Regions from separate parts of the Hordeum vulgare genome. Here region 1 is linked to region 2. Evidence: chromatin contacts called from public Hi-C data. All regions are on one chromosome and are shown on one strand. The core of a region is the stretch at or near the end of the contact, and the rest is flanking DNA. Distances in the headings are between cores, read along the strand shown.

Region 1 (7,745 bases), core at 2,854-5,353, 170 kb after region 2:
AGGAAATATTAGGAAATAATATGCTACAGGAAAGGAGGTATATAGAAGAATGGCATTTATGGAATTGTATCGTGTGTTTGCGCTCGACTGCAAACAATCACTGCAGGCAGTCCACATCCATTAGGACTACGAAAGCATTGGAAAAAATATTGAATCCTTTATCCTTTTAATAGTAAGATACCTCTATGCACTTTGCTCTTAACTTTGAGGCAAACAAAGAGATCACATCATCCGCCAGCGTTCGCAAGTCAAAAGGCACTTCCTCAAGTTCCAACCTTCCAGCTTCAAACTTTGCTCGATCAAGGACATCATTGATCAGTATTATCAACGCTTTGCCACAATCCTGAGCGGTCTGAGCAAAATCCTTCTGGGTCATAGTCAGATCTGTCCCCAAAAGCATGTCCAGCATTCCTACAACAAAAAGGAAAGGTTTTAAGATGGCCTAGTCCTCAGAGTGGACATTATGTATGTAACCGAAAGTAAGATATTCATACCAAGGACGCCGTTCATAGGAGTTCTAATTTCATGTGATACAGTTGCCAGAAACTGCAAAGAAGAAAAGTTGCATCAGTATATAATTCTTATGTACAGAAGAAAGGCAAGTAGCCTAAGCACATAAATAAATGTCGAACCTGAGACTTTGCAATATCAGCAGCTTCTGCTTGAAGTTTGAGCTCTTCCATTTTTCTACAATCCTCTGAAACTTTGTCATACCGAGACCATGCAGCACAGATTATATACCCAACAAGCATCCATATGACAAAGCAGCCCATAGGATTACTAATAGCAGACCACGGCATTGGAGGCTCTTGCCCATACCTGCACAACTTACCAACATTAGTGGACGGACAATGAGCCAACAAAGTTAGTGTCACAGGAAGAAGCTACTAACCTGCACCTCATTTCATGCTTCCTAAACGGATCTCCAAAATCAAGCATGCTAACATGCAAGAGGTCCACTTTATTATCTGGAGTTTGAGATCCATACATGGCCATAGGTTCTGAAGCATTTGTAACATCATACACATTCACCAATATATCCTGATTGCCAGCAAGTTTATTCAACAAATTTTCTACAAGTGACTCCACATCAAAAGCTCCACCAAGATAGCTGTCAGTGGGGATTCGATTAGATTAGAGTCACGAGGCCGCACTCACAAAATAGTTAAGCATATGTTCATATTATATTTCTGGTCTAAAATTCTAAATATGTTGGGCTATCACACTAGAAAGGAACTTTTTATTACTGAATGAGACAAAGGACACTAAGGTAATATATACGAATAATGATACATTAATGCAGGTTCTCTAGGTCATTGTATACTATGTTGAATCAGCTGCTTTGATGCATTGAATTACTGTATGGCCAACACTAAAGAAATGACATGCAAATACAGGTTTTATGGGTCATCATATTTGAAAGACAGTCCAATCATCTCACCCAGCAGTTGCTTCCACACGTTGCTCAACTGATGCATCAGCAGGTAGATCAGGGCGATACACTGCGAAAGTGAGTACTACCCCCAAGTGGTTTGACCCAAGAAGCCGAAATGGGTTTGTCAGCACAGGTTTGCCAGTTTCCCTCGCACGCAAGATGTTTTCTCGATCCTCCTACATGTGAAACAAACAGATTATTTACACTGAACGAAACTTAAACTGGCAACTCAACGTGTCCCCTGCCCTCAATGAACTTCACCAAACGTTAGAAACCATCATGCAATAAGAAACCACACCTCCCCAGACATCATATCCATGCGCGCAAGGTAGGAGACTGTATCCTGGGAGAAAATCACCGGGGCATACTCCTCTTGGAGAGGTGCAGCCTCTCGATTCATAGTCCTCATAATCCATCCATGCTGTCTTTCAAACGTTTCCTTCTCATGAGGGAAGAGGCGCTGTGCATATGCTACCCCATTTAGCAGTGGACGCTCGAATGATGTCCTTGCCGTGTACTTCGCAAAAGTATCCTGCAGCAAACATTTTTACCAAAATTTATTAAGAGTAAAACACACCAGCAGCAAACTGATAGATTTAAGATTGAATGACCAAGAGCATCCAAGAAAGTAAGAACAGATAAAGTTAAAACTGCACTTGATCCATGTGATTTTTTATTATAGCAAAAAATAAATCATCAACAAACCAGACACTCAACTAGGGCCATTATCTAAAAAAAAAAAGATGGCAACTAGGGCTACCAACCAAATTAGGACGCTACTCATTGTTGCTTGTTGCAACAACCAGAATGTGGCTTCAAATACCATATTGCCTTGCCAAGGTACTCCTAAAAGTCTAAAGCTACCACTTAATCAACAAAAGCAGCGGGCTCGGAATTCCCAAAAGAGGGCACCTTTAGGGGAGTATTTTAAGAGAAGAAAGTAGGATCAAGAACCCATCACCGGACAACCGCAGCCAGCACTGCATTGCTATGCTACGCTGGCGACATTTCTCAGCATAAACAAAAAGAGTCGGTCAAGCATTGCCTAAGCCCAACCATTAACCACTCCAAAAACAAACAAAGCAATGTTCTTCTTCGTGTTCTTGTACCAGCTTAGCAGTTCAGAGACGTCTCTGACTGTGTCTTGCAGCATAGAGAAAAAAAACGCAACCGCTGCAAGAGTGCCACATATTCATATTCAAAGATCAAGAGGCCCACAACGAACCGACTAAAACAATAATGTGCCGCTAAACGACTAGCCTGCAACTCTGTAAGCATCGAGCCACCACGAGGAAATATGCTTTTTTTTAAATGCAACAACAACCATGTTTACTTGTACTAGTAGTTGTTTAGGATTTCTGGAGCCCGCCATTGCCGCAGGATTGGAAGCACGCGGCGACATAGGAATGAATGAAGGAATGAAGGAATGGAATGCATGAATCGAGGAAGGGGAAGAAACAAATCGGCGGTCCCTGCTAGCAGTATGTTGGTTGCTCACCTGGTCGATGGCGGAGGGGTTCTTCTCGAAGTGGAATGTGGAGATGAGGATGGCGAGCGCGTGGACGTGGTTGACGGTGACGCCGAACTGCTCCTGCAGCATCCTGGCCCGCTCCTCGCACATGTTGACGAGCCGCTGCTCGGCGCGCTCCATGGTCTCCCCGCGCAGCTGCCAGTGCACGGAGGCCGAGCAGGCCACCGCCGCCGCCACCCAGGCGACGGCCGCCAGGCGCCTCCAACCTCTCCTGGCCGCGTACTTGCCCATCCCTCCCCCCTTGTCCTCCATGCCCCCCGATTTACTGCTGCTCCCCATCCCGCGCAATGCGCAACATATGCTTGTGGGAATGCGCGACGACCACCGGCCTCGGCCCCGGCCCCAGCGAAAGCGAGCACTGGTACGAGTACCCAGGAGAAAACAAGTGCTCCCAGCGGGAGAGAGCGGGGCCGCGGCGCGGAGGGGTTGGGCTGGGGTTGGGCGGAGGAGGCGGCGAGGGAGCGGGGGGCCTCCTCAAAAGAGCCGAAGCTTTCGCGAGTCCCCAGCCGAGACAGCGGCGCTAAAATAATTAGCCCGCCCGCTCGCTAAACCTGCATTAATAAAATCCGGCTTCTTTACTCCACTGCTCCTCCCCTACCTCCGGCCGCTGGGCTGGGCTGGGCGGGCTCGCCGTTGGCTGCCGAAACCGATTAAAAAATTGGGGAGGAATCCCACCAGGCTGCTACCCCTAAGCTTTTCTCTGCGGGAAATGTTCGGGGCGAGGCCCGCCGCGTGGCGTCCCCCGGCAAGGCAATTAAGCGGCGGTCGCGGCCCTCCTGCGATGCTGGAGCGGCGGTCGCGGGCGCGGCGAACGAAGCGGGAGCTGGCTAGGCTGGGGCGGAGGCGCGTAGGGGCTCTATTTGGCGGGTGGGCGGAATGGGGAGGGCGGAAGGCTGGCCTGGCGGAGATCGACGGCCGCGCGCGGCGGCGGAGCTGGACGGGCGCTGCCGCTGCGGCCTACTCCTCCTGCTGCCGCTGCTGCTGATCTGCTGGAGCTGGAGCCTGGGGAGAGAGCTGCGGGCGGTGGGGAGTGGGGGCTCGGCGTGGTGGCGATCCCGCGACAGCGACCGTGGCGGGGGAGGAGGGAACCAGCGGAGAGGGAGGGAGGAAGAAGGCGGGTGGGGTGGGGTGGCTGCTAGCAAGGTAGAGCCAGCCAGTAGGAGGAACAGGGGGGGGGGGGGGGGTCTGCCAACTGCGGAGTCCTTTTGGGTCACGTGGCGCGGACAAGCGGGGGCGGAGTGCGGGGTGGCCGAACCCACCCGTGGTCCGCGTCCGTCTGGGTCGTCTGGGTCTGCGTCTGCGTCTGCGTCTGCGTCTGATCCACACACAGAGGGACACACACAAGGCCAGAAGCAGAAGCAAAGCGGCCGGCCCCCTACATCGGTCTCGGGCGGGGTCTCCTTTTTGTTCCCTTGCCTCATCTCGTCGCCCTCGTGGCCGTCGTTTCCTTTCTCCCTCGACACGCAAGCTAAAGTAGTCCCGTTACAGCGATGGACGGATGTACGGAGCGGTCACATCGCGAAACGACCGAAGTGTCAGCATGTGTGGGTTTTCCTGTGTATACGTGATTGAACACCGAAATGTTCATGCAGGGGGGTTTATCCATCCGTTCAACGCAAAGCACGGCGCCTCGCCTCCACCTTAGAGCAACTCCAATCCTGGGATCCAAACCGACGTGTTTTATCCGTTTGAATCGGTTCGTTCGTTTCTTTTAAATGGATCGACCGTACGTCCAACATGTCATTCCATTTTTCATCCGCGCGGTAAACTTATGGTTATTATTTTAACGCTTTGATAAATATTACATAAAATAAAATTTATTTATAGATTAATAAATATCCAATACTACATCATAGTTTAAGAATTACAAAAATATCTCATAGTCGATACATTTAAAAAAAAAGGTTACTGATACATCTGCTGGTTACCGACATGAATCTATATATGTTCAATCAAATTATTTTGCGGCTGCATGTGAGTATCCCAATTACGCATTTTATGATGAAACTTGACGAACTGTGCAAACTTTGACTCTCCTCCATGCTCACACACAACATTATCACCCTCAAACTCAAATCCTAGATCACAGGGACGTTCTGAATGCTCATCATCAATGATCATGTTATGCATGATCACGCAAGCTGTCATCACTTTCCATAGTTTTTTCGTGCTCCATGTTCTAGCAGGATATCGAACGATGTCCCATCGAGATTGAAGATCGCCAAAGGCACGCTCTACATCTTTCCTAACACTCTCTTGCTCTTGGACAAATCTCTTTCTCTTCTCTCCTACATGATTGGAGATTGTCTTCCCAAGGGTAGACAAGTTGGATAGATATCGTCACCTAGATAGTATCTATTGGTGTATTGGTGGCCACTGATCTCAACATTGACCTCTGGGCAATTGCCTTCTGCCATCCTAGCAAACATCGGAGAGCGCTGGAGCACATTGATATCGTTGTGAGATCCGGTCATACCAAAGAAAGCGTGCCAAATCCAGACATCTTGGGAAGCCACGACCTCAAGTATGACAGAGCAAGCTCGAACATGGCCCTTATACTACCCTTGCCAAGGAGAAGGGCACTTCTTCCACCTATAGTGCATACAATATATGCTACCAAACATCCCCCGAACACCCTACTAGCATTCATCGGCAACAACTGTGATGTATCGACAATTGTTGGCTCTCTCGAGTACTCTGGCCCAAACACATCTATGACAGCCGTGAAGAATCTATACATGGAATCAAGGGAGATGAGCTCACTCATCCGAACATACTCATTAATGAGATCGTCGGGGACTCCATATGCAATCATCCGAATAGCAGCAGTGCATTTTTTATAAGAGAAGCCAATCTTTCCAAGGGCATCCGTCTTGCACTCGAAATAGTTATCGTACTCAACCACCCCACTCGAACACGGTTGAAAACATGTCTAGCCATCCGAAAACGACGGCGGAACAAGTGATGTTTGAAGAGCGGATTTGGGGTCTCGAAGTAGTCTTTCCAGAGTAGGAAATAGCCACTCTCCCGGTTGCGATTCAGTGTCGATGTGTGCCCCCGCATGGAGCCCTTAAACTGTGGTCGCTCCATACTTACATGGTCATGGACGACCAATGCAACTGCCACCATCTCCTCATCATCAGATGAAGAATCATCCGAGTCCAAAAGAACGTTATAGAAAAGGTACTCATCATTGGAGCTCATTTGTATCTTGGGCAAAGCATCGAACACCTTGCGGCGCGTTGTGGAAGACTCCGACCGGAGAGGAGCCTCCCGTCGAGAGAAAGTGGCAGAGCTAGGCGGCAGTCGCAGGAGACAAGGCTGCCGGAAGGTGAGTCGGCGGGGCGAATGGCTGGCGGCGACGGCGAAAGCGGGTGGCGGGGGTGGGAGGCGGGGGCCGGGCGGGGCGGTCGGGTGATTTGGAGGTGAAGGAGGAAAAGGAGACCAGCGTACGTGTCACCGACTGGTAGGCCAGGGGAAGAGATGGGTGGGCGAGGCGCATGTCCACTTCATTTCCACGGTGACGCAAATGCCACCCAAATTTGGGCTTGGAATGGGTCGCGGACGGACAAAAAAGGGACGTGCCTCCATTTGGGTCGGCGCGTTGGGCCAACTTTTGTGTGCATGGCAACCCAAACACACACACGCGTACGAAATGGGTCGCACGATTGGAGTTGCTCTTAGCGACCATCTCCTCCCTCCCGTATCACTGCCACGGAAGTCCGGAGCTCGGGAAGGAGCGAGGGACGATGGCGGGTGGAGTCGTTGTTGGGCAATGACAGTGCGGTCCTTTCAGCGTCTACATCTCCGCACAACGTGACGATCCAAACAACATGGCATCTGTGTTGCGGCCCGACCTCAGGTGTAGCGGCCATCCTCCTCTCTCACATATGACGGTGTTTCGCTAGTACTGGTGAACCCCTTGGTTGTTAGTTGGCAATGGTGGTCCGCATGGTGGACCATCCATGCTTGTTTTGGGCGGGGGGCATGGACTGCCGGCAAAAGCCAAGTCTTGACTGTTGTCATAGCCAATGACGACGGTGTCGATCCCTTGTTGAAGGCATCGACCTTGCAATCCTCGACTCCCCTCCTAGAATGCTTTGAGGAAACCCTGTGTTCGGGCTTGCCTGAATCTGATGATGGTGGTGCTACGTGTCGTGTTCCCCCTGGGGGATAATTTTGAAATTAGGTCTCGCAGGGGAGACTATTGACCTAATGTCGGTGTAGAGGTGGTGTGGAGTGGCAGTGTAGGTGATGTAGGCTGACGGTGTGGATGGTTGGGTAAAGATTGATGGAGATGGTGGCGCTTATTATGGTCATGTCATTGTAGGTGAAGGTTTGTGTTGTATTTGTCTAGGGGTGGACACATCCAGATCGCTACGAGGGGTGGCCACATCCAGACTCAGCACTAAGGGTGTGTTTGGTTTCAGTCATAGCATGGAATGTCACAGGTCCGACCCGTTCCTAGGCCGTGTTCTCGTGTTTGGATGATAAACAATTAGGAACCCACTCGTTCCCACAAAGAGAATATTCGACCCAGGTCCGTCACACGCTCGTTCCTCCGAATCAGTGGAACGACGTGGAATGCTTGTTGCTCTCCTCTCACACTTTCCTCTCGCACACGAGAGCTCGCCTCAACCTTGCTCGATCTGCGCCGCTCCCGTCGCTCGATCCGCACTACCGGCTGCTCCCGTCGCTCGATCCACACCCTCCGCCGGTTGCTCCCGTCGCTCATTCCACGCGCGCCGCCGGCTGCTCCTCTCACCCGATCCACCCAGT
Region 2 (6,849 bases), core at 2,031-4,530:
TATAACCCCTATCTAATCCATTTACACCTCGGCCGCCACCTTCTCCTCCCTGGCCATCCGGTTGAGCTTGGCGAACATCCCGACCATGGGCGCGGTGTTGTACGTGCACGCCTCCGTCTGCATGTAGTTGTCCCGGTTGTCCCTGAACCTGTCCCTCCGGTCGGGCCCGCCGACGATGGCGCCGACGAGCACGTTGGGGTTGGAGCTCCGGCGGCCGAACCAGTGGTCGAACCCCTGCGTGCACCCGATGAACTGCTTGCTGTGCTTGTAGGGCACGATGGATGCCGCGCGGTGGTGCACCCTGGCGGGGTACTTGGCGCCGTACCCCACGAGGTAGCTCACCCCCCTCGGGTTGCTGCCCAGCACGTAGTCCACCTGCGCCCTGGCCAGCGCGGCCACCTCGCCGGCGCCCGCCGTCTCGCCGCCGGCGCAGGCCACCGTCCCCACGCCGGCCCCCGCCAGGTAGTCGGCGTAGGTGGAGAGCAGGAACGCCGCGTTGGTCACGTACTGCATGTTGTTCCACTGCCGGATGTAGAGCATCCCTCCCGGGCTCCGCTCCACGTTGGCGTCCTCGCCGCCGGCCGCGTTCCGGCCCAGGCACGCGCACACGTAGTGCTCCGCCTTGGCCTGGTACTGCTCCAGCGTCCTCTTCTGCTCCGCCGTGTGCTCTCCCCTCAGCAGCAGCTGCAATTAATTAATCATTTGGTCTCCTCGTCAGTGACCGGCCGGCCGTCTAGTGATCGATCCTTCACATGCATGATAGCTTACGTACCCTTGCGGCGAGGATCTGGACGCCGGCGTACTTGACGTCCCAGCTGAACTCGGTGATGGCCCAGCCGGTGCCGCCGAAGTCGTGGGCGTTGTCGACGACGTAGTCGAGGTAGCTGGCCTTGCCGGTGGCGCGGTGGAGCCACAGGGCGGCCCACAGCAGCTCGTCCTTGTACCCGCTCACCGACGCGTAGTAGCTCTTCACCTCCGCTATGCTGCTGTCGTATTGGCCCCTGTACCCGTCCGCGAACTCGAACAACTGCACGCACGTTCACAAAAAGCCAAAGTAAACATGATCAGCCAACAACAACTAAGATTGTAACGCTGTTAGTTTGGTTTGTTCATAAATTATTTAAGAAAGCCCTAATGATAATTAAGGTTGCATACGTATCGTATCATTCATTGACGCATTTTATAGTTGACGCTTGAAGAGCATGCAGCAGGTGGGTGGCCAGGTCAGTGGGTGTGAATACGGAGCGGTTCAATTAGCACATGATGATGACACGACGACCGCTTCCTAATAATGTTCCCAGTTAAGCATGTGATTGATTGAACTGGCCACCTAATCATATATACATGCATGGCCGGAGGCAGGCAGCAAATGGAAAGTTTCCCATGACCCCCGTCCACCAGATAGAGGTTGCGTTCCGGCGGCCCCACACGGCAGCCAGCCCCTACGATGGATCGACGTCGATCGTGTTGAGGTGTTGGCAACTTGGCATGTGCGGCACAAGAAAAGAACACCGCCCATGAAAAGACCGGCACCCCCCTTGACCAAAGCTACCAATACGCGCGCTATGTTCCAAAATCCAGTACGCGGACAGACTGGTGCTACACGAAGCTCCAAACTTGCACCGATATTTTTTTCCGTTCCATTTTTCCACATAGGACCTTGCATGCACCGCGTACGTCAATGTATACGTGTGTGTGTGTGTGTGTCGAGTATGTATGTATGTATGTATGTATGTATGTACCTGCTGGGCGTGGTGGAGGAGGAGGTGGGCGTAGTGCGGGTTGGATTTGCGGAAGACCATGGAGGCGGCGGCCATGGCGGCGGCCGTCTCGCCGGCGACGTCGGAGCCCGGGTGGTCGCGGTCGACCTTGTACGCCTGCCGCGACGTCGTCATGTCCTCCGGCCGCTGCCAGCAGTAGTGATCCGTGTCGCCGTCTCCCACCTGTTGTTGTTGTGTTGCAAGTAAAAGGAGATTATTTCCAGCTCAAAAAATAAAAAAGGAAACTGATCAGACGGTTCGGATGCATGGACCGACGAAAGCTTTTTTGAAACCTATGCGCGCCATGTGTGGAAGAAAGAAAAAAACACGCATAGTTTAGTGCTGCCGTTCGTTCGTTCGTTCGTACGTACGTTCATCAAATCAAACTGGCCGCCTACCTAACACGCTTGTTGTTATTCACCAGAAAGAACCCCTTTTTCTTTTCTTCCCCAACCAGAAAATACTCCTATATATACAATATATAATCGATCTTTCTACAGAAAAAAGATATAGGGTATCTATAACATAATTCATGAAAAAAAAGTAATCGATCAAAGTGCAACAAGGTAGCTAGGTGTGCATGATTGAATTGGTCTCTCCCTCTCTCTTTCTTGCGTGCGCAACAGCTAGCTTGGCTTGGAACTGGTCGGTCTCATTTGCATATGCATGTCATGGTCATGATCGATCGTGTCTGAACGGAAGAACACAGCTAGCCGAGGCGAGGTGACACGAGATCGTTCGTCGGCATGTAGGTACGTACCTCGGCCCACAGCTCGTCGGGCTGCGTGTGCGCCTTGATGAAGTAGTCGGTGCCCCACTTGATGGCCTCGAGCGCGTGCGCGAGCTCGCCGGCCGCCGCGACGTCGGCGCCGTACTCGATCATGCTCCAGGACAGCATGGTGACGGTGAAGGCCATGGGCAGGCCGAACTTGACGTGGTCGCCGGCGTCGTAGTAGCCGCCCACCAGGTCCACCCCTTGCTCCAGGCCGTCGGTGAGGCCCGAGTGGTCGCGCCACGGCACGCGCTGCCCGTGCGGCAGCCGCCCCGACCGCTGCGCCTCGAAGTAGACCAGGCTCTTCCGCAGCGCCTCCTCGTAGTTGTGCGCCTTGCCGCTCCCGCTCTTGCCCCCCTCCGCCGCCGAAGACGACGCCGCCGCGATCAGCATCGTCAGCAGCGCCGGTAGCAGCAGCGCGGCCCGGAGACATGCCGCGGCTGCGGTGCCCCTCCCCGATCTCATGGCGCAAGAAGATGCTCCTCGGATCGTTGGCAACTTCGCATGCGCCCGGAGCGCGCCCTCTGCCGGCTCTGCTAGCTTAGCCTGTGTGCGAGCGTAGGTGTTGGTGTGTGTGTGATGATCTGCGTATATATCTCTGCCGCCGTTGTGGGCTAGGCTGTGTGGCGAGCAGGGCAGTGTCCTCCAACCTGAGGGGCGTGGCTTGGCGCGCTTATATTCGCGGCCGGCGTCCAGGTCCGGCGCACGCACGCGCAGCGCGTTGAACTGGTTCGGCGGCCGGGCCGGGGCCGGGACGGGGGGAATATAAAACTCAGGAGGTGGATAGCAAGAGAAGAGAGGAGCAGGCAGGAAAGAAACGAGCGCGGCTGCGTTTTGGGCGCGTTTTTGGAGTTGGAGGGGGGTGGACTCGTTCGGGTTTTGTATTTGTATCGTATCGATTTGTTTGGTGAGGCAGGGGGAGATTGAGATGATTGGGTTGGGTTGGGTTTTGGGTTAACGACGACGCACGCAAGCGGAGCAGATTTTGACCGGGGATGTACGTGCTTTTTTCAGAGCGCGCGCGCGCGTGTACACGTGAATCGGTTGGGGCCAGCCGGACACGTACCACCGAGCACCAACACATGGACGAAGCACGCGCGTGAGACCGGCGTAGTAGTTCGTTCGGGCCAAGTCGCCGGTCCACCGGCCGGCCGGTGGCCCGTAACAGGTTTTCATTCCACTGTGAAATCTTAGCAGGTAAGTATCTAAGGTCACTCGACCGGTCTGATGAAAAGGATGACTCGTTTCTTTTTCAAAAAAAAAAAAACGCGTATACCTTATTCGTATGAACGTCTTTGAGAAACTGTGTCGGCATACTACTGTTTTTGACCAAGGCGTCTTTAGAAATAGACTTCCGTTTCGCTATATTAATATAGCAATCATCCAATACAACCGTTATACCATTGTTGGACAAATAACACACTCAAGCCTAAAAAAAAGAACACACAAAAAGAAAAACAGGAGAAACAAATGCCAACAACGTCGGATTGACAAAAACGATGATTTTCCGTAAGTGCGACGCCCTCCAGAGAATTCCACCATACTCCTATGTCTACGAATTGTCGTGCACCAAGCAACACCTTCAGGCCTCGTTTGACACAAGGGGGTTGGAGGGGTTCAGAAGGGATGATCCCCGCAGGGACAGAAAACCCCAAAATTCCCCATGAGTTCATTTGGTACAAAGGGTTTGTGATGTACAAACCCCTTCGAACCACCAAAATCCCCCCAATCCACAGAGTTTTGAAGCATCTAGGGAGTACTAGTGAAACTTGTGCAACGGGGATTCAAGGGAATTGGGTGGAAGAGGGGGATTCACCAAATCCCCTGGAATCCCCACCTTCTTGGGGGCTTGAAAACCACTTGTGCCAAACAAGGCCTCATGAAGAATAGTGACGACGACGCTGCTGTCCGAACGGATCCTAGAATTTCTCCCGGTACACGGAGAGGAGTGGGGAGAGGGTACACCCGACACCCTTCAAGAAGGGAGGCAACGCCCGCCGGCATCACCACGTTAGTGCCGGCATGAACCGACAACGATTTCCGTCAATCCCCACACACCCACACTCAAGACCAACCGTTGGCTCCATCATACTTGCCGCCCACCAACATGCGCTTGCATAGTCTTGAGATCATCATGGCCATCTCATCAAGGCAAACGCCGCGAGGCCGGCTAGACCAAAAGAAAGCAACCGTAGACAGGGCCGACAGTACCATAGCGACATGGGCGGGAACATCCTCCACCGCCTTAGACAGTAGAAGATCGGACGCAAACAGGAGCAGACGAGGTCAAGTGCCCAGCCGGGCCTAGCTCGGGCCCCTGAAGCTCCCGTCGTCACGCTGCAACAAACGCGGTGCCGTAACCGCCATCCTCGTCATGGGGAGCCTCGCCAGACCCGCCGGAGGCCAGTCGCCGTAGTCCTAGCTGGCCCGCCATGACCAGGATCGGGCCCAAAAGGGACTACATCCGGCCAACAGGGCGCCGCGAGCCACTGCCCGCATGAAGCCGCCACCGCCGCCAAGTGATGCCCTCTCTCTAGGTCATTTTCTCCTCTAGATTAGTTAAGTGGAGCTTGGCGAAGCCCTGCTGGATTAGTTCACCACCACCACCACCACCACGCCGTCGTGCTGGAGAACTCATCTAACTCTCCGCCCCTCTTGCTGGATCAAGAAGACGGAGATCATCATCGAGCTGTACATGTGCTGAAAGCGGAGGTGCTGTCCGTTCGGTACTAGATCAGAAAGGATCGCGATGAGATCGTGGGACGAATCGCGATGAGATCGCGGGATGGATCATGATGAGATCGCGGGACGCATCGTGATTGGATCACGAAGACGTACAACTACATCAACCGTGTTATATACGCTTCTGCTTAACGATCTACAAGGGTATGTAGATGCACTCTCCCCTCTCGTAGATGGTCATCACCATGGATAAATCTTGTGTGCGTGTAGGAAAATTTTTGTTTCCCATGCAACGTTTCCCAACACGTAGGCTGTAAAATACCCCATATTCCGACTCAGAGCCGTACTGCGAATAGGTCGGGCTGGTTGAGATGTGCAACGGTTGAATCTGGTCGAGCATCTCGTCTAACATTGAGGGCTCGTCCTGGTACATCGTTGGATGGTTTTCAAAGTTGACCTCCGATGCCAGGCGCGGGAGATTGAACGTCAAGCTGTCTCACTCGTATCCGGCAGGTCATCCAGCCAGCTTTTGAAGCTATTTGGTGCCCGTGGACTGGAATGTAATTTCTATTTCTTTTTGGTTCTTTGTATTGCCGTTGATACTTTATAATAGATCCGGGGGCCTTTCCTCAAAAACAGGTCGCTAGCTAGCTAATTATTTGGGCCAATTATCAGCAAAACTAGCACGAGCTGATTAAGCTGCACCACATGTACCAAATATACAAGGCTGATTTTTTTTTACTGAAGCTAGCTACAAGCTTTCTCGAAAGAAAAGAAAAACTAAGTATACAAGCATACGTCTTTTCCTCCACCTATTTTCGTGCGTGTACGTGAAACTAGCGATCCATTTCCCGGTGGCCGGACAGTGACTCCCCGGCTGCAGCGATTTGACGCCTCCTTTTTCTTCCACCGGCTGCTCGAACCCATTGCCATCGACCATCCCAGACCGGGAATTGAGCCCTAAATGAAACAAATTCATAAACTGAACTATGTTTAAAATAAATTCACTCAGTCCTTTTGTGTGGCGTCCGACAGTCGGGCGTCACAGTACACTATGATAGTCGGGCGTCACAGTACATTGTTTCGCTAGTTTCACGTACACAGTCGGACGTCACAGTACACTCAGCTGACCTTTTAAGAGCTAGGTCAATGGCTATCATTATGCTAGGCGTTACATAGTGTAGTGTGACGTCCGACTGTCGGGCGCCACACAAAAGGGTCAGCTGAGTGAATTTATTTTGAACGTAGTACAGTCTGTGAATTTGTTTCGTTTAGGGGTCAATTTTGTCGATTTTGTCCCCAGACCGTAGATACATGCATGCATGAGTACATTTGGTAGGCAGCCAGGCAGGCGGATAGATGCATGAATTATACCGCGATATATGTGGAGTAAAGTCTATTGTAAACCTTGAGTTCGTATGCTTCGTCGGTTTTAAACCCCAATCTCCAAATCCCTCAAATTGACACCCCCAACTGTCTAATCCCGGTGGTTAAGCACCTTAATTCCGTTTCAGGGGAGGATTGGGTGACGTGGCACAGTGGGAGGCTGGGTTTGCCCCACTCTCTGTTTGATGCATGGCGGGAGGCTGGAATGATTTTTTTTGCTGGTTTAGTTGCAGGGCTGCTGTTAAGTTA

Evidence for each region. Hi-C and Micro-C count contacts between places; a contact is called where the count stands out from the background.
Region 1: a Hi-C map of leaf shows a contact between it and region 2, with 2.7 times the contacts expected there. The contact joins the promoter of LOC123400959 here to the promoter of LOC123404320 in region 2. A contact is called at or near these places in 2 of 6 Hi-C or Micro-C datasets (leaf and seedling).

The regions. Positions count from the first base shown.
Region 1 is chr6H:511,404,359-511,412,103 of MorexV3_pseudomolecules_assembly, forward strand. It overlaps LOC123400959 (probable histidine kinase 6), which reads right to left and starts at 4,104. Exons shown (of 11, transcript XM_045094673.1): 1 at 2,934-4,104; 2 at 1,734-1,967; 3 at 1,442-1,611; 4 at 893-1,111; 5 at 633-819; 6 at 495-546; 7 at 182-411. The coding sequence starts at 3,245.
Region 2 is chr6H:511,231,165-511,238,013 of MorexV3_pseudomolecules_assembly, forward strand. It overlaps LOC123404320 (endoglucanase 7-like), which reads right to left and starts at 3,281. Exons shown (of 4, transcript XM_045098244.1): 1 at 2,521-3,281; 2 at 1,743-1,943; 3 at 773-1,027; 4 at 1-684. The coding sequence starts at 2,997. The coding sequence ends at 22.